Linked DNA regions of Mus musculus: regions 2, 3, 4, 5 and 6 are each linked to region 1. The links are chromatin contacts, called in public Hi-C and HiChIP or PLAC-seq maps. All regions are on one chromosome and are shown on one strand. Each heading gives the region's core, a stretch centred on a gene start, on an enhancer-like site or on the middle of the called end of the contact. The rest is flanking DNA. Distances are from core to core; before and after follow the strand shown. Region 1 holds the start of Cdh13 (cadherin 13). Region 2 has its middle 2.6 kb from the start of Gm39261. Region 3 overlaps Cdh13 (cadherin 13). Region 4 overlaps Cdh13 (cadherin 13). Region 5 overlaps Cdh13 (cadherin 13). Region 6 overlaps Cdh13 (cadherin 13).

Evidence for each region. A called contact is a pair of places that touch in the nucleus more often than the background predicts. HiChIP or PLAC-seq counts read pairs in DNA pulled down with a chosen protein or histone mark.
Region 2: a contact with region 1 is called in an H3K27ac HiChIP or PLAC-seq map of neural progenitor cells, with 5 times the contacts expected there. The contact joins the enhancer-like site here to the promoter of Cdh13 in region 1. A contact is called at or near these places in 1 of 39 promoter capture datasets (hippocampal neurons), 14 of 484 Hi-C or Micro-C datasets (the HL-1 cell line, cerebral cortex, cortical neurons and 7 more) and 9 of 115 datasets of contacts at active chromatin or transcription factors (SST interneurons, embryonic basal ganglia, embryonic forebrain and 5 more).
Region 3: an H3K4me3 HiChIP or PLAC-seq map of forebrain shows a contact between it and region 1, with 5 times the contacts expected there. The contact joins the enhancer-like site here to the promoter of Cdh13 in region 1. A contact is called at or near these places in 1 of 484 Hi-C or Micro-C datasets (embryonic stem cells), 9 of 115 datasets of contacts at active chromatin or transcription factors (cardiomyocytes, embryonic basal ganglia, embryonic forebrain and 6 more) and 1 of 9 other capture datasets (embryonic stem cells).
Region 4: a contact with region 1 is called in an H3K27ac HiChIP or PLAC-seq map of heart atrium, with 8 times the contacts expected there. The contact joins the enhancer-like site here to the promoter of Cdh13 in region 1. A contact is called at or near these places in 1 of 39 promoter capture datasets (liver), 17 of 484 Hi-C or Micro-C datasets (the HL-1 cell line, cardiomyocytes, cerebral cortex and 8 more), 10 of 115 datasets of contacts at active chromatin or transcription factors (SST interneurons, cardiomyocytes, embryonic basal ganglia and 6 more) and 1 of 9 other capture datasets (embryonic stem cells).
Region 5: a contact with region 1 is called in a Hi-C map of muscle stem cells, with 4 times the contacts expected there. The contact joins the enhancer-like site here to the promoter of Cdh13 in region 1. A contact is called at or near these places in 1 of 39 promoter capture datasets (hippocampal neurons), 8 of 484 Hi-C or Micro-C datasets (cerebellar granule neurons, cerebral cortex, cortical neurons and 4 more), 10 of 115 datasets of contacts at active chromatin or transcription factors (SST interneurons, astrocytes, embryonic forebrain and 6 more) and 2 of 9 other capture datasets (adipose tissue and embryonic stem cells).
Region 6: a contact with region 1 is called in a Hi-C map of muscle stem cells, with 2.2 times the contacts expected there. The contact joins the enhancer-like site here to the promoter of Cdh13 in region 1. A contact is called at or near these places in 6 of 484 Hi-C or Micro-C datasets (cortical neurons, embryonic fibroblasts, embryonic stem cells and 3 more), 5 of 115 datasets of contacts at active chromatin or transcription factors (embryonic basal ganglia, embryonic forebrain, embryonic midbrain and 2 more) and 1 of 9 other capture datasets (embryonic stem cells).

The regions. Positions count from the first base shown.
Region 1 is chr8:118,281,926-118,285,483 of GRCm38.p6, reverse strand. It overlaps Cdh13 (cadherin 13), which reads right to left and starts at 1,873. Exons shown (of 14, transcript NM_019707.5): 1 at 1,586-1,873. The coding sequence starts at 1,630. The region is part of intron 2 of Gm51555 (a long non-coding RNA gene); the gene reads left to right.
Region 2 is chr8:117,777,280-117,780,837 of GRCm38.p6, reverse strand. No RefSeq gene overlaps it. Among named protein-coding and RNA genes, the nearest start is that of Gm39261, 2.6 kb to the right of the region's middle. Within about 2 kb of position 1,632, at least 16 of the 459 cell types and tissues checked have an H3K27ac peak or open chromatin away from gene starts, as enhancers often do. A contact at or near this core is called in neural progenitor cells and uterus, where this site is marked.
Region 3 is chr8:118,752,091-118,755,648 of GRCm38.p6, reverse strand. All of the region lies in intron 3 of Cdh13 (cadherin 13), which reads right to left. Among named protein-coding and RNA genes, the nearest start is that of Gm31893, 300 kb to the left of the region's middle. Within about 2 kb of position 1,643, at least 32 of the 459 cell types and tissues checked have an H3K27ac peak or open chromatin away from gene starts, as enhancers often do. A contact at or near this core is called in forebrain and neural progenitor cells, where this site is marked.
Region 4 is chr8:118,711,475-118,715,032 of GRCm38.p6, reverse strand. All of the region lies in intron 3 of Cdh13 (cadherin 13), which reads right to left. Among named protein-coding and RNA genes, the nearest start is that of Gm24035, 290 kb to the right of the region's middle. Within about 2 kb of position 1,757, at least 18 of the 459 cell types and tissues checked have an H3K27ac peak or open chromatin away from gene starts, as enhancers often do. A contact at or near this core is called in heart atrium, where this site is marked.
Region 5 is chr8:118,600,621-118,604,178 of GRCm38.p6, reverse strand. The region is part of intron 2 of Cdh13 (cadherin 13); the gene reads right to left. Among named protein-coding and RNA genes, the nearest start is that of Gm24035, 180 kb to the right of the region's middle. Within about 2 kb of position 1,883, at least 9 of the 459 cell types and tissues checked have an H3K27ac peak or open chromatin away from gene starts, as enhancers often do. A contact at or near this core is called in muscle stem cells and neural progenitor cells, where this site is marked.
Region 6 is chr8:118,537,603-118,541,160 of GRCm38.p6, reverse strand. The region is part of intron 2 of Cdh13 (cadherin 13); the gene reads right to left. Among named protein-coding and RNA genes, the nearest start is that of Gm24035, 110 kb to the right of the region's middle. Within about 2 kb of position 1,515, at least 11 of the 459 cell types and tissues checked have an H3K27ac peak or open chromatin away from gene starts, as enhancers often do. A contact at or near this core is called in muscle stem cells, where this site is marked.

The sequences.
Region 1 (3,558 bases), core at 624-3,123:
AGCTGCTTCCAAAGCAACGATGGGATCCATAGCAGGGCCCTAGAGAATCAGCTAGAAAACCTCTAATAGAAAAGAGCAACAACTGTGTGTGCCCCAGGACTGTGTGTCCACTGACAGAGATGTCAGAACTCAGGACAGGAGAGCCTGCCCAGCAGAAAGCATCTTACTACTCTGTCACCCAGGGTCCTGGCAGGGTCACACACTCACACACACACCCTTGGGTCATTTCTATGGTCATTGCATTTCTGGGGTGCCAGCTCCTCTCCAGCAGCCATCTCCCCTTAGAAGGCTTCCTACCGAACCCTGACTTCATCTCCAGTTTCCCACTTCATGTACAACCCCGTGCCTCTTCCACTGGAACCCAAGAATCCTGCCCAGAAAACTCAACACCCATGCCTCAGGCATTCCCGCACCCCCCCCCCCCATTCTCTCTGCATGGCCCTGCACTTCTGCAACTACCCACTTGTAGACTGCCAGTTCTAGTTCCCAGAGGCTGCCTAAAAGGACAAGGAGGGACCGAGCCAGTATGCCAGCATGCTTCCTGGAGCTTCAGTCCTTAGAGGAGGACTGGGCGTGCCTCCTCAGCCTCCAGTGCCTCTGGCCTGTCCCCTAAGTGTTGCTTTCCTACACCCAAACTTCCAGGGATCTCCGAGCTTCAGCCGGGCTGAGGAGAGCCCCAACATGCCTCTCCTGCTCTCCCAACCTTGCCCTGGCACCGCAAGGATCTGGAGGGTTATCTGCCAGGCAGCTGCAGCCTGGTGAGGAGGCTTGAACTTTTCCTTGTGCTCAGCGCCACCCGCCCGCCCGGGGAAGACAACAGAGGCTGCAGCCTGGGCTCGGGCAGGAGCTCCAGCTGTCTGGACAATGGGGGCCCAAGGGGCTGGGGGTAGTGGGCCTGCGCTATGCAGAGGAGACCGGGGATCGTGCTCAGGCCCCTTTCAGCCCGGAGCTGGAGAGCCGGAAGACCCCAAAGCCGGAGCGGCGGGCGCCTTGCTTTGAAAGACAGCAGCAGCCGGGCTGCGGAGATCCGCTGGCGGGAGGCGCCTTGCAGCTCGCCAGCCGAGCTGGGCGAAGAGAGGACGAGCGCCCCGGGAAGTCAGTGATGCCAGCTCCGGCCTCTCCCAGCCCGGCTGCCGGCTGAACCGAATGGCTCTTCCCGCCCCCCCTCCTCCCGGCTAAGGCACTGGGCTACGGGGCAAGCACAATCCCTAGGAGTCGCCTCGAAAGGAGTGTGTATCCGATGCACGAACCTCGGGAGGAGGCGAACCAAAGTTACCCTACTTGATGTCAGCCAGGATGTCGCTTTGCTTGCAAAAAGGCTCTGTCTTCCCTAGAATGAGCTTACACGCGCACACACACACACACACACACACACACACACACACACACACTAGCCGGCAAGAGGAGCCAGGCTCCTCTAGGATCGGAGCTGAGGGTGACCTCGCATCTGAGCTAGCCGGGTATATCTGCACGGCGGCTAGCAGAAGCCCCGCGTCCCTCCGATTGCTTCTGGCCATCACCAAGCAGGGCGATCTGAATGCAGAAAGCTGGTGGGAGCGCGCTGACTGCGGCTCACATTCCCTACCTGGGACAGCAGGACGCACAGGGTGAGCGGAGTTCTCGGCTGCATCTTGCCCGACTAGAAGAAGCGCCTGGCGGCGTTTGCATTCACACACGCGGCTGCACTGAGCATATTTTCCGTGGGAGCCAGCCTTTGAGGAGAGGCTCTGCCTCGCCAGCCAGCCAACTTCCCAAATAGATCAGCGGCAGCATCGCGAAAGCATTGGGTAGCGGCTGATGACCAGGACCAATGGCTTTACAAGACGGATTCCTTCATAACGCTCCCTCGTTTTGCATGGCAGATAGGGGCGAGCACCTCGCAGGGAGAGCCCCCTCCGAGCAAGGAGGCGGCACGTTGGCTTTTTTTTTTTTTTTTTTTTTGACTCCTGGTGCCCAGCCTCACAAATCAGGCTGGGCAATGCCAACTGATTCCACTTTCCCTAGGAACTGGAATTGCACCCGGGACCGGCAGCCACTTCTAACACATTGCGAAAAAAGATTCTCTTTATTAAAATGTTAATAAGATCCACTTTATTCCCAATAAATCACATAAAATGACCCCCGCAGCCGCAGCCCTCTATGCCCTAAGAGTCTTGCTGGTAGATTTCTTTGGCTTTGTTTTTCGTTCGCCCTCTCCCCCTCACCCCCCCCCCGCCCCCATCGGCCCCCAAAGTGGCTCAGCCACCGGTGGTGTTTGGTGTTTTTCTGCCATCACCACAAATCACAGAGTGGACAGATCAATTCTAGCTTGCAGGAAAAATCCATCAAGGAGCAATAGATTTTATTAACTGCTCAGGTGAGGGTGGGACTGGCCGACACTCCACAAGCGTGAACCAAAGCCAGAGTGAGTCATGGCTTGAGAAAATTCTGTTTTTCCCCCTTTGGATGTGACCTTTCAGAGTCCCTGAGCTATTCCCAAGGGCTCGAAACAGTGCTAGCCATGGCTCAAGGAGTCCTAGAGTTGGGGAGTGTTGGAGATTAGAGAAACAGGGACACATAAGGCGGTTCTTCCCTCGAAGAGATCTAAAGCTAAGGCAGGAAAGTCCTTATTTTCGTGCAGCTTTCTTCCTGAGAGGACTTATGGGTTTTACAATAAAAGGCATTTATCCATCTGAGATAGAAAACTTGGACCGCAAAAAAAGTTTATAAAACTAAAACGCTAACTTCCAACTACAACCGAGTTGCTGTGATTTGGACAAATGAGCTTCCTAGTAGCCAAAGCAATATGAAAAAGAAAATGAATGCCATTTTTGTTGTAGAAAATGTGTATAAGTAGCCGGGCAGTGGTGGCGCATGCCTTTAATCCCAGCACTTGGGAGGCAGAGGCAGGCAGATTTTTGAGTTCCAGGCCAGCCTGGTCTACAGAGTGAGTTCCAGGACCGCCATGACTACACAGAGAAACCCTGACTCAAAAAAACCAAACCAAACCAAACCAAACAAAACAAAAACAAAAACAAAAAAACAAAAAAAAAAAATATATAAATGAAAAAAAAGAAAGAAAGTAAAGAAAATGTGTATAAGTTACATTCAATACTGGTATCAATATATCACGTGGCATCTGTCACAGCGAGACACTGAGCAATAGGCCAGTGGGTTTGGGAAATATTTCAACTGCCAGCACAGGGCCTGGGATGATGAGACAGTGATTGGTATGTATCAAAGAGCAGATAGCTAAGTCAATCAAGAACTAGCAGACGGTAAGGAGGACCCTAGAGTCTGGAACTGAACTAGCCTGCTGACACCCCAGCTCTTTATTCAGAGCAAGTTGCCCAGACTTTGAGTCTCCATTTGTCTCCTGGCTAAAACTCCTAAGGTCACACTGCGGATTCAGCGGCACCTCGTTGAATGAGCACCTCACCCACTCAAACTGACATGCTTTCTAAAATTCCTCCCTTGTCTGCGCCTTGGCCATAAGGTCACTGCATGTGATTCTCCCCCACCCCCACCCCCCAAGGGCCTTCGTGACAATGCTTTCATGTCTGGTGCTTGGTTGTTTTA
Region 2 (3,558 bases), core at 383-2,882, 500 kb after region 1:
TTCCCATCAGCCTCAGAGTAAGCTGCCAGGATTGGAATCCTCGTCTGCACGCCCTCTTTAGTAGGAGTGACGCAAGTTAACACAGCAAATCTGGGCCAAGTATTGTAACCATCTTTATTGCTAATTTATGGAAAGACAAGGCAGTATAGATGAATAATTAGATGAAAGTGTGCAGGAGTGGGTAGGTTGACTGGAAAGTGGATGGCTAATCAAATGGAATGGTGATAGGATAGGTGAGTGGATCAATGATCAGGTAGGTGGATTGTCAGATGGATAATGGATGGATGGTTGAATAGATGGATAGGTGGTAGGTGGATGAAGAACAGATGGGTTGCTGGTGATGGATATATAGACAGATGGGTAGTATATGCTGAGTACATGGGTAGATGGATGGATGGATAGATGGACAGACAGATGGACAGATGGACATCAAACACATGAATGGTGGACAGATGGGCTGGTGGACAGATAGTGGGTCAACAGACAAATGGTAGATGGATGGTGACCAGTTGGATGAAAGGTTGGGTGAATGAAGGGGGTATCAGTAGATAGTGAACACAGGAAATCAAGAAAAGCGTCACTGGTAATGATATATATGAAAATGTCAAGACAAAACTCAGTACTTTGCATGCTAATGTTAAAAATTAATTTTAAAAGTCAGATAAAAAGACTCACTGGAAAGAAGCAACATTCTTTATATTTCATCTGAGCATTCATATTGATTAAATTCATATCTCTTTTTAAAAGTGCTTTAAATTTCTTCCAAGGATATTTTTTATGGTGGTTCGTCTCAACTCTATAAAGAACAGATGCCCTAATATAAATTTTCACACACCCAATTTTCTAGTTCAGAACTTACCCACTCACAGCCATCTCTTTACCTCAGTCACCTACCCACTACCCACTTGTGTCATTTGTAATCCAACAGCTTACATCATACATATATTTTAAGCCTGTGTCTAACCGATGAGAGCTGTTAAGATATTATTTACAGTAACCATACCTAAATCTTACAATATCCAAGCAGTGTTGGATCATCTCCTAAATGCCATTACTTCACAGATTAAAGGACACTTAAGGCCTTAAGGTCAGGGCTCCTTGTTGTTGTGACTGGCTGGTATCTGTCTCTCTTAAGGCTCTGCTCAACTGTGAGTCTCTATTCTTTTCTCTGTTCCTTGCAAGTATACTCCTTGAATAATTAGTTGGTGTGTTTTAACTTAACGGAAGTTGGCGCAAACCTAATGCAAATTCTTTGCTTGCTATGTATGACTCATACAATTTATAACTCAGGGTGAAAACCAGTGCTCTGTGTGCTCTCTCAGTGTCTGCAGGCTAACGATGGAAGCTTTGATTTGTATTGTGGGAAGCATCTTCCAAATGTAAATGCCCGGAGGCCGTGGAAACAGGCGGATACATATGAAGCAAGATTAGGAATTCAAAGATGCAGGAGAAGTAAAGAGAATGGGACAGCCAGCAGCAAACACCAAGTCACTTTATAAGTCTGGAAATCCTCTGTGCCCTTTCTTCCCTGAAAATGTTTCTCTGGATTTCCGTGACGTTGACAGTGGACTCCAGATGGTCTGGCCGTGCCCTTGGAGCCACATCCAGGAGCTCCTTCACTCCACACACTGCAGTCCCGAGAGCTTCTCTCCAAAGCTCTCATCCCTTAAGGCCTCACACCTGCTGAGTGTTCTCTCTGAGTGTGTGTGTGTGTGTGTGTGTGTGTGTGTGTGTGTGTGTGTGACCTTGCCTGCTCACAAGTGGCGAACTGAGCCTGTGAATAGTTATCCCCAAGGTTAGATGTGGGCCAATTTGAAAGCAGCAGACAAAATGTACCGATGACCAGCAGGAGGACTTGGCTAGAGTTGAGAGCAAACATCAAACATGCTTCTGAGGACTCCCAGAAGAGAGAGGTCCCTTAGCAACGGGACCTCGGAGTCTAATTTAGAAATAAAGTTGGTGTTTCTGTTGGCCGGTTGCTATGTTGATTGCTTGGTCTCTTGCTGTTGCGTTTGTTTCTGGGTGGGGGGAGGGAGTTAGTGGTAGTGTTTAGACAGATTCTCACTATGTAGATCAGCCTGGCCTTGAGCTCATGATTCCCCCTGCCCCAGCCTTCTGGGAGCACAAGCACTTGCCAGCAAGCCCATCTTAGAAGTGGGGTCACTTGTGAGGACATGTCAGTTGGATGTAGAACTCTAGGGTGAACTTTGTTTTTCCAAATCACAGAGCCTGAGAACTGTGTGTGCCCTCTCTGTGAGAAACGCTGAAGCTCAGAATCAGAAAAAAAAAACAAAAAAAAAAACAAAACAAAACAAAAAAAAAACCAAAGACAGCGCTGTGCAGCACAGGAAACAACAGTGAGTAGCCAGTACTAACTGGAAAAGCTAAATGCACATTGATTACAAAACTGGAAAAGTCTAAATATGCATTCAGTATAAACAGGATAATGATCTAATTTTTTGTTAAATGGGGTAATGATCTTAATTAAAAAAAAAAATAGGGGCTGGATAGATGGCTCAGTAGTTAAGAGCACGGACTGCTCTTCCAAAGGTCCTGAGTTCAATTCCCAGCAACTACATGGTGGCTGAGAACTCACAGCCATCCACAATGTGATCTGATGCCCTTTTCTGGTGTGTCTGAAGACAGCTACAGTGTACTCATACACATTAAACAAATCTTTAAACAATTAAAAATTAATTTGAGTGGAAAAGAAAAATACCGTGGAAGGGAGCATCGTGGAGAAGGCGAATTATTTCTGAAGAATCTGTCTTATTCCAGAGACTAGCTTTTATTATAGCTACTGTTCTTTTGAGACAAGATCCCTCTGTGTGGCCCAGGCTGGTCTCAAACTTGTATTTTTCATGCTTCTGCCTTTAAAGGCAGAGATTAGACATGTGCACCGCCATTCCTGGCTACAGAGAAATCTGCAGTTAATTTTTTTTTCTTATTTTGCTGTCTTGGGTTGTTTGTGGGCATTATCATTTGAGACACCGCCTCAAGTAGCCGAGGCTAGCCTCAAACTCACTCTGTAGCTCAGATTGATCCTGAACCACTGGTCTTCCTTCCTTCAGTTCCCAAGTGCTCCTATTAAAAAACTGAATAAAAACACTTACGGGTGTATTTAAAGAAATCATGACTGGGGGCGGTAATGCATTCCTATATCCTAGCATTTGGAGGTAGAGACCGAAGGGTCAGATAAGTCCAAGGCCATTCTTAGCTAAATAGTGAGTTTGAGACTAGCCCAGGGTAAGTGAGATACTGTCCCCCCCCAAAAAAAAATTTACAAAAAGCTCTTTGAATTGTATGCTTAAGGTGTATCTATCTAATGTGTATAAATATTATTTCAAATTTAAGACTCTATGAGAAATGGGTACATTCAATTCCTTCTGAACATTTCTCTCAGCACAAATATTTCTTCAGAGGCCTGTGGAACCACTCGGGGTAGGTGACATCCTCGGTGCTGTCCTTTAGCCTCTCTGCACCCTTATTCTGGGGAGAGTGTGGTCTCTCATCTCAAGCTCTGGGCAACACTGACCGCCGTGTAACACGTAGGTTCTG
Region 3 (3,558 bases), core at 394-2,893, 470 kb before region 1:
CCTCACAAAATGCTAGAATAGCAATACAGTAAATGTGTATCGGCCAACATGGAGACACGTGCACCAGCCTTACACCTAATAAATCCTCCCAGCAAATCCATAGCTCTCTTTAGTCAATGAAGAAAACTTGCACAGACTATGTAAGAACTACCCCCAATTAAATTTGTGAAACTAGCAGAGATAATACATATCACAAACTGTATTTCTAAGCAACATCCTGTTGGGTATGTTCTAGATTGAATGAACTGTGTTAAAGAATTATTTATACACACACACACACACACACACACACACACACACACACACACACTAAAGAGTAAACTGTGTAGAACATGGCTGGTTTACCAGAATGGTATTTCTGAGCGGAGAAAATGAAGCCACAATCAGATCACTTCACAGACCAGAATAATTGTTGCAAGCCTATCAGTTTTTTTCCTTGTCTTGTTTATTTTCCAAGAGAAGATGTGAGCTGTTATTTTGTGGGACATATAATCAGTTCTGCAAAATGGAAAGTGCTCTGGAATTGGACTGAACAACGCTGCAAATGTTTTTCACACCACTGCCCCGTGTGTCTAAAACTGCAAGGCTGTGTTCAACTACGTCCTGAGGAAGAGCAGACCGTGCTCGGGACCTCTGAGCCAGCCCCACGTACAGAAGTGGTTCAGTTGGAAAAGCATGTCCCTTTCCAGTGCAGGAAGACGCAGAACTCACTTTCAAGTCCTGGACTAAGTGGTGTGCACTTGGAATCCCGTCACCCGGTAGTGGAGACAGGAGGATCACTGAGACTCCCTGGCTGGGAGATACTGCCTCAGAGGAGGTGGATGGTGTTTGTGAAGATGACACTCAGTGTTGTTCCCTGGCCTCCTCAGTGAACACATGCACAATTTACACACTCACACACATGCACACACACACACACACACACACACATGCACACACACACGTGCATAAAATGATAGGTGGTTTTGGGGAAAAGAATACTCTCCATGTGTAGGCAAAGTCAGAACACTGAATTTCCTCTCTCTCTCTCTCTCTCTCTCTCTCTCTCTCTCTCTCTCTCTCTCTCTCTCTCTTTGTCTCTCTCTCCCCTTTCACTTCTCCTATACCCCTGTGGTGTGTGTGTGTGATGTGTATATGTGTGTGTATGTTTATGATGTGTGCATGTGTTTGTGTATGTGTGTTTGTATGTGTATATGTATGTGTGTGATGTGTGTATATGTGCGTGTGTGATGTGTCTGTGTGTGTATATGTGTGTATGTTTATGAATGACAGTGAAAAGAGCAAAGAGTATAAAACCAATCAACCAGGAACTCAGCCAGCTGAGCCAAACAATGCACAATAACCCCGACCCAACGCCAACGGAAAGAAACACACAAGCCAGCAGAAAGGAGGAGGAAAATCAGGAGACAACGGAAGAGAGGATGGATTCTATTATACAACACTGAGACATGGCGTCTCCAAAGACTGTTGCTTTATTGAGGGACGGCCAAAGAACAGAACATAGGTAAAATATGCCATACATGCAAATCTCATTTACAGTTAAGAGAACCAACAACGTCAAGAGCCGCCCGTGAGTGAATGGGTACGACAACGGTGCCGGGTGAAGATTTAAGGCACCATGCATATGTAAGGACTTGGTGATTCAGAGCTATAATGCAGCCACAGAGGCCTCCGTTCATTACGGCAGCGTGTGTGTAAATGTGTCCAACGCAGTGAAAAAGCACCCTGTGTCCTCGGCAACAAACTTTCCATTGTTTGTGATAAAGGGCTCACTTGTGCCTGCAAGCCTGCTGAGGGTGATGCAGTTGTTCTGGGTACCCCTGAGCCCTGTGCCTGCTCTGACGTCCCTCTCTTCCCAGTACAGCAGCCATTAAAGATGCAGTACCAGTCCACCTCTCACCTCTCCCAGCTCCCTAGATGTAAGGTGACAGACTCAGTAGTGTCAGCCTAGATGTAAAAATACCAGAGCAAAGAAGCAGGGAACTCTGAGCCTTGGGAAACAGTCTCTGAGGCACAGAGCGCAGGAGGAGTTGAGCCACGCGCATGCGTGCTGACTCTGAGGGCACCTTAAAGACACCAGGAGAGAACTGGGCAGGGCAGCCTCCCTCCTTCCAATTCTAAACACCTTGGCCCTTATTTCATGTTTCTAGGCTCATTGCCTGCCCCTGCCTTTGCCATTTATGTGTACAGCAAAGACCCTCAGTGCTTGTGGCTGGAAAAGCCTCTGGTGGGATCTGTGTTGAGACGAAGGCACCTCTGTTGCCCTGTTTGTCCAGGAAATCATCTTCTGCCAAGAGGACATCGAATTTTCTTTAAAGATGGGGTAGGAAGATGATGGCTGGCAGGATCCTGGGATGGCATGCAGCCAGGCAACCATCGGAAACTATGGCATTCAGTTTTCAAGGGCCGTTGGCATGTAACAGTAATACATGGGAAGCCACCATCCCTCGGAGCCTCTAAATGCATGCACTTTCCAGAAATGATAGCTGGTGACGTCAGAAACAGCACTCCGACGAGGAAAGCCACTAATCAGAAACTTTGGCAATGCAATGGTCAATCTGAAATTGGGGGAAGGGAGTAGTCAGAGATAATTATGTGTGGGAGAATCATGGCCGAAGTATATCATACACTCATTTGACAACATCCTTAATGAAACCTATTTCTACATACAATCGATAGACCACAATTTCAGCAAGAGATCACAAAGTGATATTTTCCAGTGACTTTAGACAGGTCCATGTCGTGCTGAAATTATTTAAATATCTGTTGAGTGACCCCTCAGAAGTGACAGTCCCAGCTACCTGGGCATGTGAGATATTGCTATGGGTTATGTCATCGACATGATGATAGACAGTGGGAGCTAGGAAATCCCTTTCCTGGGAATTCTGGTCTAGAAAAAGCACTCCCTGGCCTCCACATTGGCTCCTTTAGTCTTGTCGAGGTATTCTTAGACCATTATGATCTCAATTATAGAAGGAAATGTCTACTTCAATCTTCTATGTCCCTTTCTTTTTAATGTACTGAAAAAATGTAGCACAGTACTAAAAGGCAAGCAAGCAAGCAAGCAAGCAAGCAAGCAAGGAAGCATACGTAAACACTCTTATATGTGTGGCTGAAATTTTCACCAGGCACCCAAATTCAGGGTACTGAGAAGGGACATTCCCAGGGTCTCAGGTCATTTGGCTTTAGGACGTATGTTTAGGATGGGAAGGAAGTTGCTATGGACAAGACAGTCAATGATGCAAAGAAGTTACAGGTTCTTCGTGGGTGTTTGGGGTTTGCGAGGTGACTTTAGAAGCTTCTGCTCAGAAAGAATTTTTGAGACCACCACCTGCCCCCTTTCAACACTGTACAAGAACCCGTATGATCAAGGATAAAATTCCCAGCACCACTGAGGCAGGAGAGACCCAGGAGGTGTGGTTCTTGATGCTGTTGCTGACCTTAGCAGATGCTGCCCCTCCTAGACCCCGCCCTCTTCTGCATGTCCAACTCCATCTATCCTTCCACTCTCCACTCTCCACTCTCCACTCTCTGCTCTTGTCTCCAACATCAGTTCAC
Region 4 (3,558 bases), core at 508-3,007, 430 kb before region 1:
AAACCTCATGGAAGCATACCTCTAACAGTACTGGCACACTGAGTATGACTTAGATGAAACAAAGTTGGTAGGGCCTTGACACATTGCCTGGACACATGGAACACTCACTCACTCCACCCTGGTTGCTGTGGTTAGCATTTCTAATACTTGTGTATATGACTGGCTCTTCTCTTCTGAGTATGTCCAGAGCCACACTTTCCTGTCCTCTTTGCGGTAAGACAGGGCTGTGCCACATTCAGGACCAAAGGATGACAGTAAGAAATGTTATCCCTCCTATAAAACCATGTACTGGGAAGACAGATAAATCTAGAATGTTGTCCTTTTATGACACAGACCGTGCTGGCACATCACCTCATGATATTAGATGGCTCATGCTTACAGTGTCAGAAGTAGGGAACCTGAGGCAAGAGGATAGATAGCCCCACGTTCAAGACCAGCCTAAGATCCACAGTGAGACTCTATCTCAAAACAAACAAGCAATAGATATTGATGCCATCGTCTAGTGTAGCAGACTGTGTAGAACATAATTCCCGTTAGCCTACATTGATAATGTATCATGAACAAGAAATAAATCCCTGTTGTTAAGGTTGTTACACATTTAGGGAGCTGTTTGTCATAGCAGCCTAGCTTAACCCAATCTGACTCAAAATACTGTTGCCCAAGACAAGACCTTTGCTGAATCAGGTTTTAAGGTTTGCGTTTCCAAGGGTCCATGGGTCAGACTTTCCCAGACCAAAAACAAAGCAATTTGGTCATTCTTTGAGAGCAATAGTAAGCCAACCATCACGTGGTGTACAGGGAGACTCTTATCTCTGTCCAACCCAAGTAACGTTTCTCTTCCTGATGTGACAACCAAGACTTTCCTCTGTGAGGAAGCGGATTCACTCAGCTAGGTTTGCTTGGCTGAAAGAACCTTCTATAACAGTTGTTTTACGATCAAGATCCTTTTTTATAATATCACACCAGGGCTATTAAATAGACCGGAAACTACAGATCATAAAAATGTCAACAGTGAAACACTCATTTCTCTGCAGGTCGAGAAATAAAAATCAATATCTGTTAACTTACTCCTCAAGACCAGAGGGAAACAAAGGGAGATTTCAACAGATCTGTTGGTAATCTTTAGTCCAAGTTCATGAATTCATTGCTGTTGACTAGAAGGGACCTCAAAGGTCAGCATAGACATCCCATGACTGTCCAGATTAAGTTCATAGTGGCCTGTGCCAAGATATTCAGACACAGAGACAGGAAGATCATGAATTTCTAATAATACATTTTAAGAGATAACTAATGATTTTACAGCTTTTCAGAAGCCAAGAACGCTGAAATTTGTTGTGGCAAGAGCAGCATTTCTTAATAAACACTCCGAGGAGCAAGAAGCTTCCAGAACGGCCAGTGTGATATTTTAGGTAAACACAAGATTTTTTTTTCAATCAAGATTCTTGGGGGGAAAAAAAAAGTTGAAATTGGCCTAAAATATTTTGGAGAATTTTTCCAGTGGGATGGGCCTGTGGTTCTCTCTCTTTGTTTCTTTCATTTCCTTATCTGGTCTGAAACATTGATTTCGGGCTGGTGCCTGGAACCCGAGAGACACATCCTGGATGAACCGTTACTGCAGACGCTTTGTTTTCAGACTCTAAGAGATAATTGCTAGCGGCTTGCCTGCTTGAGAGACAGACGCAATGTGTCAGCTCTGCGGTCCCAGAGCTGTGTGGACCATCCACTGTAAGGTGACCAGGGTTATCGGTGGATCCAGTGGCTACAGCGAGCATTTGGGGAGAGCTGATAAGGGTGAAATGGCCCTGGGTCAGGAAGGGACAGGACAGCGGGTGCTGAAAAGAAGTGAGAGAAGCCCTTCTGAGACAAAGCATGGCCAAGAGGATGAGACTCTGGTGGCAGATTTCCCGAGAGAAAATCTCACTAAGCTCTGCAGTGTCCTACCTGACTATGCAGGGCTTTAACCTCTCCATCTGCTTCATCTGCTTCTGGTCTTTCCTTCAAAATCATGAGAACAAAGCTTTCTATCCTGTGGAGCTATATTTGTAAAGCATGTAACAAGAAAAGTATGTTAAGGTGTGCATCTCTCTCTCTCTCTCTCTCTCTCTCTCTCTCTCTCTCTCTCTCTCTCTCTGTGTGTGTGTGTGTGTGTGTGTGTGTGTGTGTGTGAGAGAGAGAGAGAGAGACAGAGACAGAGACAGAGACAGAGACAGAGACAGAGACAGAGACAGAGACAGAGACAGAGACAGACAGACAGACAGACAAGCTGAGAGAGAGACAGAGAAGCTGGGAGAAAGAGAGACAGAAACAGAGAAGCTGAGAGAGAGAGAGAGACAGACAGACAGACAGACAGACAGAGAAGCTGAGAGAGAGAGACAGAGAAGCTGAGAGAAAGAGAGACAGAGACAGAGAAGCTGAGAGAGAGAGAGACAGACAGACAGAGAAGCTGAGAGAGAGAGACAGAGAAGCTGAGAGAAAGAGACAGAAACAGAGAAGCTGAGAGAGAGAGAGAGAGACAGACAGAGAAGCTGAGAGAGAGACGGAGACAGAGAAGCTGAGAGAAAGAGAGACAGAGACAGAGAAGCTGAGAGAGAGAGAAGCTGAGAGACAGAGAAGCTGAGAGAAAGAGAGACAGAAACAGAGAAGCTGAGAGAGAGAGAAGCTGAGAGACGAGAAGCTGAGAGAGAGACAGAGAAGCTGAGAGAGAGACAGAGAAACTGAGAGAGAGACAGAAACAGAGAAGCTGAGAGAGAGAGAGAGAGAAAGAGAGAGAGAGAGAGAGAGAGAGAGAGAGAGAGAGAGAGAGAGAGAGAACGAGAACATAGAACACCTCAGGTGGCATTCTTCCTCAGAGCATACCTACGTTGTTTGAGACAGGGTCTCTCCCTGAACCAGGAGCTCAGCCACCGGCCTTGCCTGGGTGGGCCGCAAGCCCTAGGGAATCTTCCCCTTCCCAGCACTGGGACTGTAGCCATGTGCTAGGATGCCAGCTTTCTTACATGCATTCTGAGGATTGAACTCGGGCCCAGTGCCAACTATGCAACAGCAGCCTAGGTGTAAACCAAATTTATTATATGGAAGTTCAGAATCCATCTTTAGCAGTATAGTTGTAGTGGGGGATGGGGGCTCATGTGTGAACTGGGTCCCATGCCAGAAGCTTGATAAAAAGCCAGTGGCCTTATCTGAGTGAACTGAGACTCCTTCCAGCCCTCCCCAAGGCAGTGGATGCTCTTTAGACTTGGATACCCAGACACTAAGCTGTGAGGCTGGTCAGGGCGGTGGGGGGGGGGGGGCGGTATGAGAAGACTGCTGTGGGCCCAACCCAAGCCTTAGAGGCTCTGCAACAGAAACAGTCTTACCAGTGGGTGGCAATCATGTGTAGTGATGGAAAGGACCAAAGGATCATGTTCCCTTTGGGAAGTTTAGAAGCTGGACAGAGATGGAAGAACCCAGAGGTATGGAAGGCTGAGGCAGGGACAAGTGACGATCAAGGAGGACACAGACTGTGCTCTCTGTGAGCTTGCCTGCATGGATCTAACACAGCCCAAAGCTTCCTATACT
Region 5 (3,558 bases), core at 634-3,133, 320 kb before region 1:
TCTTTTTCTCCGTGGCCTGCATTTCCTCTACAGTGTTTGAGGATTACACTGTACAAACTGAGAGGCGGAGTGTGGCAACACTCAAAGTGACTCGGGAGGTCTCAAAAGCCCCCAGCGCCACCGGGTGCTCATTGTTCCCTGTGTGAACACACAGTGTGGGACTCCCACAAAGGAGTCAGGGATGTCAAATTGCCCCGTCCCACTGTGAGGACACACTGGGTGTCTCTGTTCTTCCAAGTGCCTTTGCAGAGGGCTTGCTATTGCTCCCACAGGAGTGAGACTAAAGGGCTTCAGAAGCCAGGCAGGAGAACAGTGTTCCCTATGGGTTTCCCACCTCCAGGGGAAATGGGTTTCTCCTGTTACACATAGATCATTTAGCCATTTCAGGAACTGCTTCTCCCACACTGGGAATTGCTGTTAAGCGTGGAGGATTCCGCAGGTAAACAGAAGTCGGCTGTGAGCGCGGTCAGCATGGAATGTATATTGTTATGAAGAAAGCAGGTTGAACCAATCATTCTATAACAGAAGGTATCATGGTTGTCTGTTATGTGCAGGATATAAAATATCCCTTTCAGGCTCACACATTTGAACACTTTGTACCCTGTTTAGAAGGTTCTGGGGCCTTTGTGGGTGGCGCCTCACCAGAGGACGTGGATCATTGGTGGGTGAGCCTTGAGGTGTGACACCCTGACCCCCACTTCCTGTTCACTCTGCTTTTGAATGCAACCGGTAGTGTGCTCAGCCAGCTGCTCGCTCTTACTGTCATGGCTTTTGCTGCCATGGGTTTTGCAGACATGATGGCCAGTGTCTCCTTAGAACTACAAGCTAAAAGAAACCATTTCCACCCTTAAGGTCCAGCTCTGAGGACATCTTATCATGCTAACACACTGTCGCTTAGTCAGCCTGGCAGATTGGCCACAGGCCTCCCTTGTACGCCAAGACCTACAGATGTTTGAATCCACTATATAAGATTATGTCACATTTGCGTAACACATAGAGAGTCTCCAGCTTTCTTTCGCCTAATTGCAATATTGAGTAACATGGATATAGTTATTATGCTGTATTCTTGATGGAATTCAAACAAAATAAAAAAGCCAGTATCTATTCAGCATGCATGTCTTTTGGTTGTTTTAAATATTTTTGACCTGCAGTTAGACAAATGCATGGAAAATGTCTTGGGCACGGAGGGCAAATGCCATATAATTATAGTTGTTATTGAACAAAGAGAAAGAAGCCTATGAGAATGTCAGAGGTGGTAACTCAATGTAAACGTCAGATCCTGGGTGCAGGAGACCTCCCCTAGAGTGTGGAGGCAGAAGAGAGTTTATAAGTTTGGGATGGAGTAGAGCCACAGTTGTAGGGACAGAAACTGCCCCGGGGATGATGGTTAATCTCAATTACAAACTTAATGGAATCTAGAATCACAGGGTTTCTGGGCAAAGCTATAAGGGAATAACCTTGACTAGGTTAATTGAAGTGGGAAGACCTGGCCACTGCAGGTGGTGCCATTCCCTGAGCTGAGACACAGGACTGTAGAAAAGGTGGCCGAGGGAAACTAAGTATGGATTCGAAGTGACAAGCTGCCTCATGTTCCTGCCTCTGTGACTCCCCCACGTGAGGGACTATGGCCTCCAAATGTGAGCCAAAGAAACCCTCTCCACCCCTAATTTGGACTTCATCGTGGCAACTGGCGAACTGTTTAATACAGATGGAAAGGTGCTTCCAGTGTGGACAGGGCTCAGGGAGGTGTGAAGATTCAGCTGTGTTGTGCGGTGGAGAGTTCGGGGGGCTCTGGAAGGCAGAGACACAGTCTCAGATTCAGGACACCTGCTCGGATGTCTCAGCTGCTGCTCACGGCAGCCCCTGCCAAGGCAGAATCCAGCATGACACGCTCTGGCAGGCAAGCACCTTCCTGTATGACTGCATCCCCCCCCCACTCCCCTCTGAATCACAACAGAGAACAGAAACACTCGAACTCCAAGTGATTTGTATTGAGAACTCCCTGTAATTAAAAACCTCAGTGGACGTGTTGGCATTAGCCATTTTTTTTTTTTAAAACAGAGGGGACACATCGCAACAGACAAGCACAAAGAGCCAACCTCCTTTGTAACTTGACAAGGAAGTGCCCAGGGGATACAGAAGAGAACTCAAGTGAAACTCTGGCCTCTGTCATTCTTTCCGGAAGACATCCTTTACTGGTTCTCTGTGCCACTTTGACACTGAAGCCTGAGATGCTGCTTCCTTCCGGAGGCTTGGAAAATGACAGAGGATGCTCATGGTTGCTGTTGAGTTTCCCAGGAGACTTTGCAACATTGTTCACTGGGCACGTTTGCAGATCGGATCCTTTCTCTTACTGTCTCTAGCTTCCCATATTTCTTTCTGGCTCCTGACCCTCACTGCTACCTCCAATTCAAGTGTTCTGCTTGGAAGTCTGATGGCACCACAACTTAATCACGGCACTCACCCTCGGCCAGCTCCTGCGCAGTGTTCTGAAATCTCATGAAAAACAGGGTTGCCAGCCACCTGCCGGTTCAAGCTTGAAGCTCAACAATCCTCCTCCACTGTGCCTTGGCTCTGTTTATGAGAAATGAATTCTCCAGTAACCATCCACCACACACTCGGCATCTGCCCAGTGCTGTTCTTCATATGGTGACATCACCTCCTGGCATACTGTGACCCCCTCACCCCTGGACTCTGGAAAGCACTCTCCCTCATCTCCGACTACTCAGTTGCCTTCCCTACACACAGTCTCGACGATGCTCCAGCCAGAAGCTGTTTCTAAAAATCTTATCAATAACTTTATGGCTCAAGATTCTCAAGGAAAATGTACAAGGCACAAGCCAGTACTGTAACAACTCTGCAAGCTGTTTTTGTTCGTTTGATTTTTGTTTTGTTTGTTTGTTTGATTGATTTTTATAAAACAAAGCATGTAATTGCCACTTAACCTAGGCACTACACTTTTGGGCATTCATCTCAGGGAACAAAAATGACCGTACAAAGAAACCCCTGGACACAAATGTTCCACACTGCCTTACTGTGGTGGTTTGAATATGCTTGGCCCAGGGGGTGGCACTTTTAAGAGGGGTGGCCTTGTTGATAATAATGGATAGTGGACCTCCAAACCTGTAAGCCAGCCCCAATTAAATGTTGTCCTTTATAAGAACTGCCTTGGTCATGTTGTCTATTCATAGCAATGAACCCTAACTAAGAAAAAAGTTGGCACCAGGAACTAAGGTATTGCTGTGATAGCCCTGACCATGCTTTTGTTTGGAAGAATGTAGATTTGGGGACATTGGATTTGGAAAGCAGTGGAATGCTTTAATCGGGGCTGGCTTACAGGTTCAGAGGTCCAGTCCTTTATCATCAAGTGGGAGCAAGGCAGTATCCAGGCAGGCGTGATTCTGGAGGAGTCAAGAGTTCTACATCTCATTGAAAGGAAGACAGGATCAGACTATTTTCAGTCAACTAGGAGAAAGGTCTCAAAGCCCACCACACAGTAACACACTTCCTCCAACAAGGCCACACCTACTCCAACAAGGCCATTCCTCCTAATAGTGC
Region 6 (3,558 bases), core at 266-2,765, 260 kb before region 1:
TTTATGTTCACCCTACATCCCAGGATGGCAGCCATCCTTCAAGATCTTAAGAGTCCTATGTGTTTCACTGGGTTAGACGGTGTATTTGGGAGACAGTGGGCATGGCTGAGGTCCACAGAGAGGCCATGCTGTTCCTAGCACATCAGTGGTATGAAGCGGCCATGTACTTAAAGGCTAGCTATAGAGATGTCCAGGAAACTCTCAGGCTCTGGTGTCATAAGCTCTTGCCCAGTAGGAAAAGTACTTGGTTCAGACCTGGCAAGAAAGGCCAACCCAATCCTAAAATAATGAGGTTGCTCTTCCTATGTGACAGAAAGCCACCATATCACTTCAAACCAAGTATCTCCTCTGCAACAGCCAAGACTGAAAACTGGACTTTGTAATACAGTGATCCCACTGGCACGCTGGCAGTAATTAAAGAACACAGTTCACCTGAGCCTAGGCTTCCCAGTTTGGTTACTCTGTATAAACACTGCCTTTCAGGGCCAACAAACAAAACCAAAAAAAAAAAAAAAAACCAATAATAAACAAAAACAAAACAAGCCAACCAAGAAAACCAGCATGTTATTAACATTTTCTTTCAAGGCTGAGGTCCTATTAAAAATTGCCTCCATCCATCTCTGCACTTCTCTTATTTTTAAGTCATATCTACCAAAACTGCAGAGGCCAACACATATGATTCATATCACTTCTGAAACACATTAAATATATATGAAGGATTTTCCTCCAGGTCTTCATCTGGCTTTGAAGACTGTAAAGTGTCTCTCTCTTCCTGCTTTCTTGTTAGTTTGCATGAACCTTTGAGGTTGGGTTGGTCATGTCTAAACTTACAATAACTCTGGATAGCTGTCTGGATCCATCTTGTCCCCTCTCATTCATCAATAACAAATTTCTTAGACAATTCCCAGGGAAAGTGTTCAGAGAAACAACTTGTCCCCAGCTTGCAGATTTCCTCGGCTTTGTCTGGCAGAGCCAAGTGCGGAAATCTGTTCAGCAATTACTCTATTAAGCTCAATATCTGTGAAAAATAATTATCATATTTGACACCGGTATAAAATGCCAGCATTCTAAATAGAAAGAGCTGAAGGGTTACCAGATTCAAATTCCCAGAACCGCCTGAGTGCTTTTAGTAATTTGGAAAATTCAGTCAACATATTGTTGCACTGGAAAAAAAAAATAAAATGAAATGTACTGAGTTTTTCAATTAGGGTTTTTCTTTTCTAGCTATTTTTAATTCAATACTAAATGACAGAAAAACTTGTAGTGATTTCTCAATGTGTTTTAGATTTCTCTTGCCCAAACCTTCTTTCTGGTAGGTAATAAAATAACAAGGGAATAGTTTGTATACTGAAATGACTCTTTTCACCCCTTAAAACGACCATGAAGTGACATGACTTACTATTGTAACCAGAAAATGTCACTTGCCAAAAATACTTTCCCCATAAGAGCCATGCACGGGGCAGGAAACACAGCCCTCAGAAAAACCTTTGTGAGGGGCCTCTTTGTTCAGGGAACGTGGATAGGGTTTTAGAAACAGGCAAATGTCAGGCAGAACTAATCTTTCTGAATAAGTTAAGTGAGATGTGGGTGTGCCGGCACGAAAGCTATGTGTATTTGAGAAAGCATCAATAGTACTGACAGTGAATTCTTGCCTGGGGTTTTCTGTCTGTCCCGAGGCGTCACGGGTGTCCACTGTGATCCTGAGGACTTCAAGAGAGAAGGTTCCCATCACCTCCAAGTCTCAGTTAAAAAAAAAAAATCAGAGCACAGAGAGGCTAAGTAGCTTGCCCAGAGCCACAAGCTCACAAGGGGAGAGCTGAGATTTGTAGGGAAGCAATGGGGGGGGGGGGACCACATTATTTCAGTGTTAGCCTCACAGTCAGTCTTAGCCACCTGAGCCAACAGCTGCCTGAAAGGGATCAAAATTGCACTGAGCAGCAGCGAGCCCCCAAAGCCACACTGTGCATCATCTGAACTTATAGGGAGAGGCAGGGACCAAGTAACTCCCAAGGCACAGTGTGCAGCTTTGAGATGCACGTGTGCCTGTCTGTAGACACACATACCCATGCTTACAGATGTACACACTCACTGGCCTGGTGATTTTTAGTGTCGCATCCTCAGGTTCCTCACCATGCTGCTTAGTCATAGATGAGCCCAAAGAATGGCTTGTATGACTCACGGTATTCCCTGGTTCTACTTAAAAGAACCCCACCCCATGCTACCCACCCCCACCCCCGCCTCTCTGTGTGTGTGTGTGTATGTGTGTAATAGTATCTCTTGCTTTGAAATTCAGGCTGGCTTCAAATTTGTGATCTTGCCTCTGTCTCCACTGCACTGGGATTTCAAGTATATGTCAACTGGGCTTGGTTGGAGGAAATTTTCTAGTGTCAAAAGAGAAATCATGTCTGACTGCCCATTAGCAGCTACAGCAATGGAACAAAGTCCTTGACGTGACTCTCTAGAAGACCCAAGGCCGTGAGGAATCTGCCATAGTATCCATCCATTTGACTTCTTATGATGCTCACTAGGTGCAGGGGATCTGAGACAAGGACACAAAAGCCCTTAAGTCTCAGCCTTGCAGAGATGCCAAGGATCTACAATAAGACTCTGTAAAGTTTCTAAGAGGCACCTAAAGATAAGTTTGGTTTAAAAAGATGCTGGCATCAACAAAACCAGTACTTTCTTGGAGGAACATTCCTTGTATCCAAGAATTACAAGGGGTGGGAGAAGGCAAGAGAGAACAAGTGAATGAGCACCGACCTTCCAACGGATCTTCCAAGTAAGCCCAGCTTGGGATGTATCTCCTTCAGAAACTCAATGAAGCCATGTTACTTATTACTGCCTTAGGGTTGAGGCAACCCCAAGTTAAAAGCAAGTCCCCAACATTAATATTGGCTAAACAACAAAACACGCTATGAGAAGCCTTCTCTTTTCAATCTTACATCACCATGATTTTTCCCTTTTGGGATTCAAATACTTAGCTTTCCTCCAGATAGAGAAGTGTCTGACTCACAGTTTTGCTAAAGGGCAGATAGGGCAGCTGCCTATGCACCCCATGGGCTCCCTTTAAGGATGGAATCGATTTCACTGTTTGAAGTGGCACAACTCGCATCTGCTGATGGCTCTATGACTGAGACATGAGATCCTAAAGAGGGGTTAGAAGATCTTTCTTCAGGGACCTTGCCTCAGTTTAATATAACTGCACGGGGATTATAAAGGAAGACGCCTTAGCCAAGGCATGCTAATGCAAGTCTACATTCCAGATATCGTGGCAGGAGGATCTGGAATTCAAGATTGTTCTCCAGTATGTGGTGAGTTTGAGGCCAGATTGGGCTACACGAGATCCTTTCTCAAAACAACAACAACAACAACAACAAAGGATGGGAGTCTTCAGTTGGCCCTGTAATCCATGATCTCATAAGGAGACCGGGGCTACAAATGGTGGCAAGTGACCAAATATACACCTACCCCTCCTAACAGCTTCCCACGTGTATACAGCCCAGTTCCTTCCATGACAATGAGCTCTCATGTCATTCTTTACCCTTGCTCTGGTCTCTC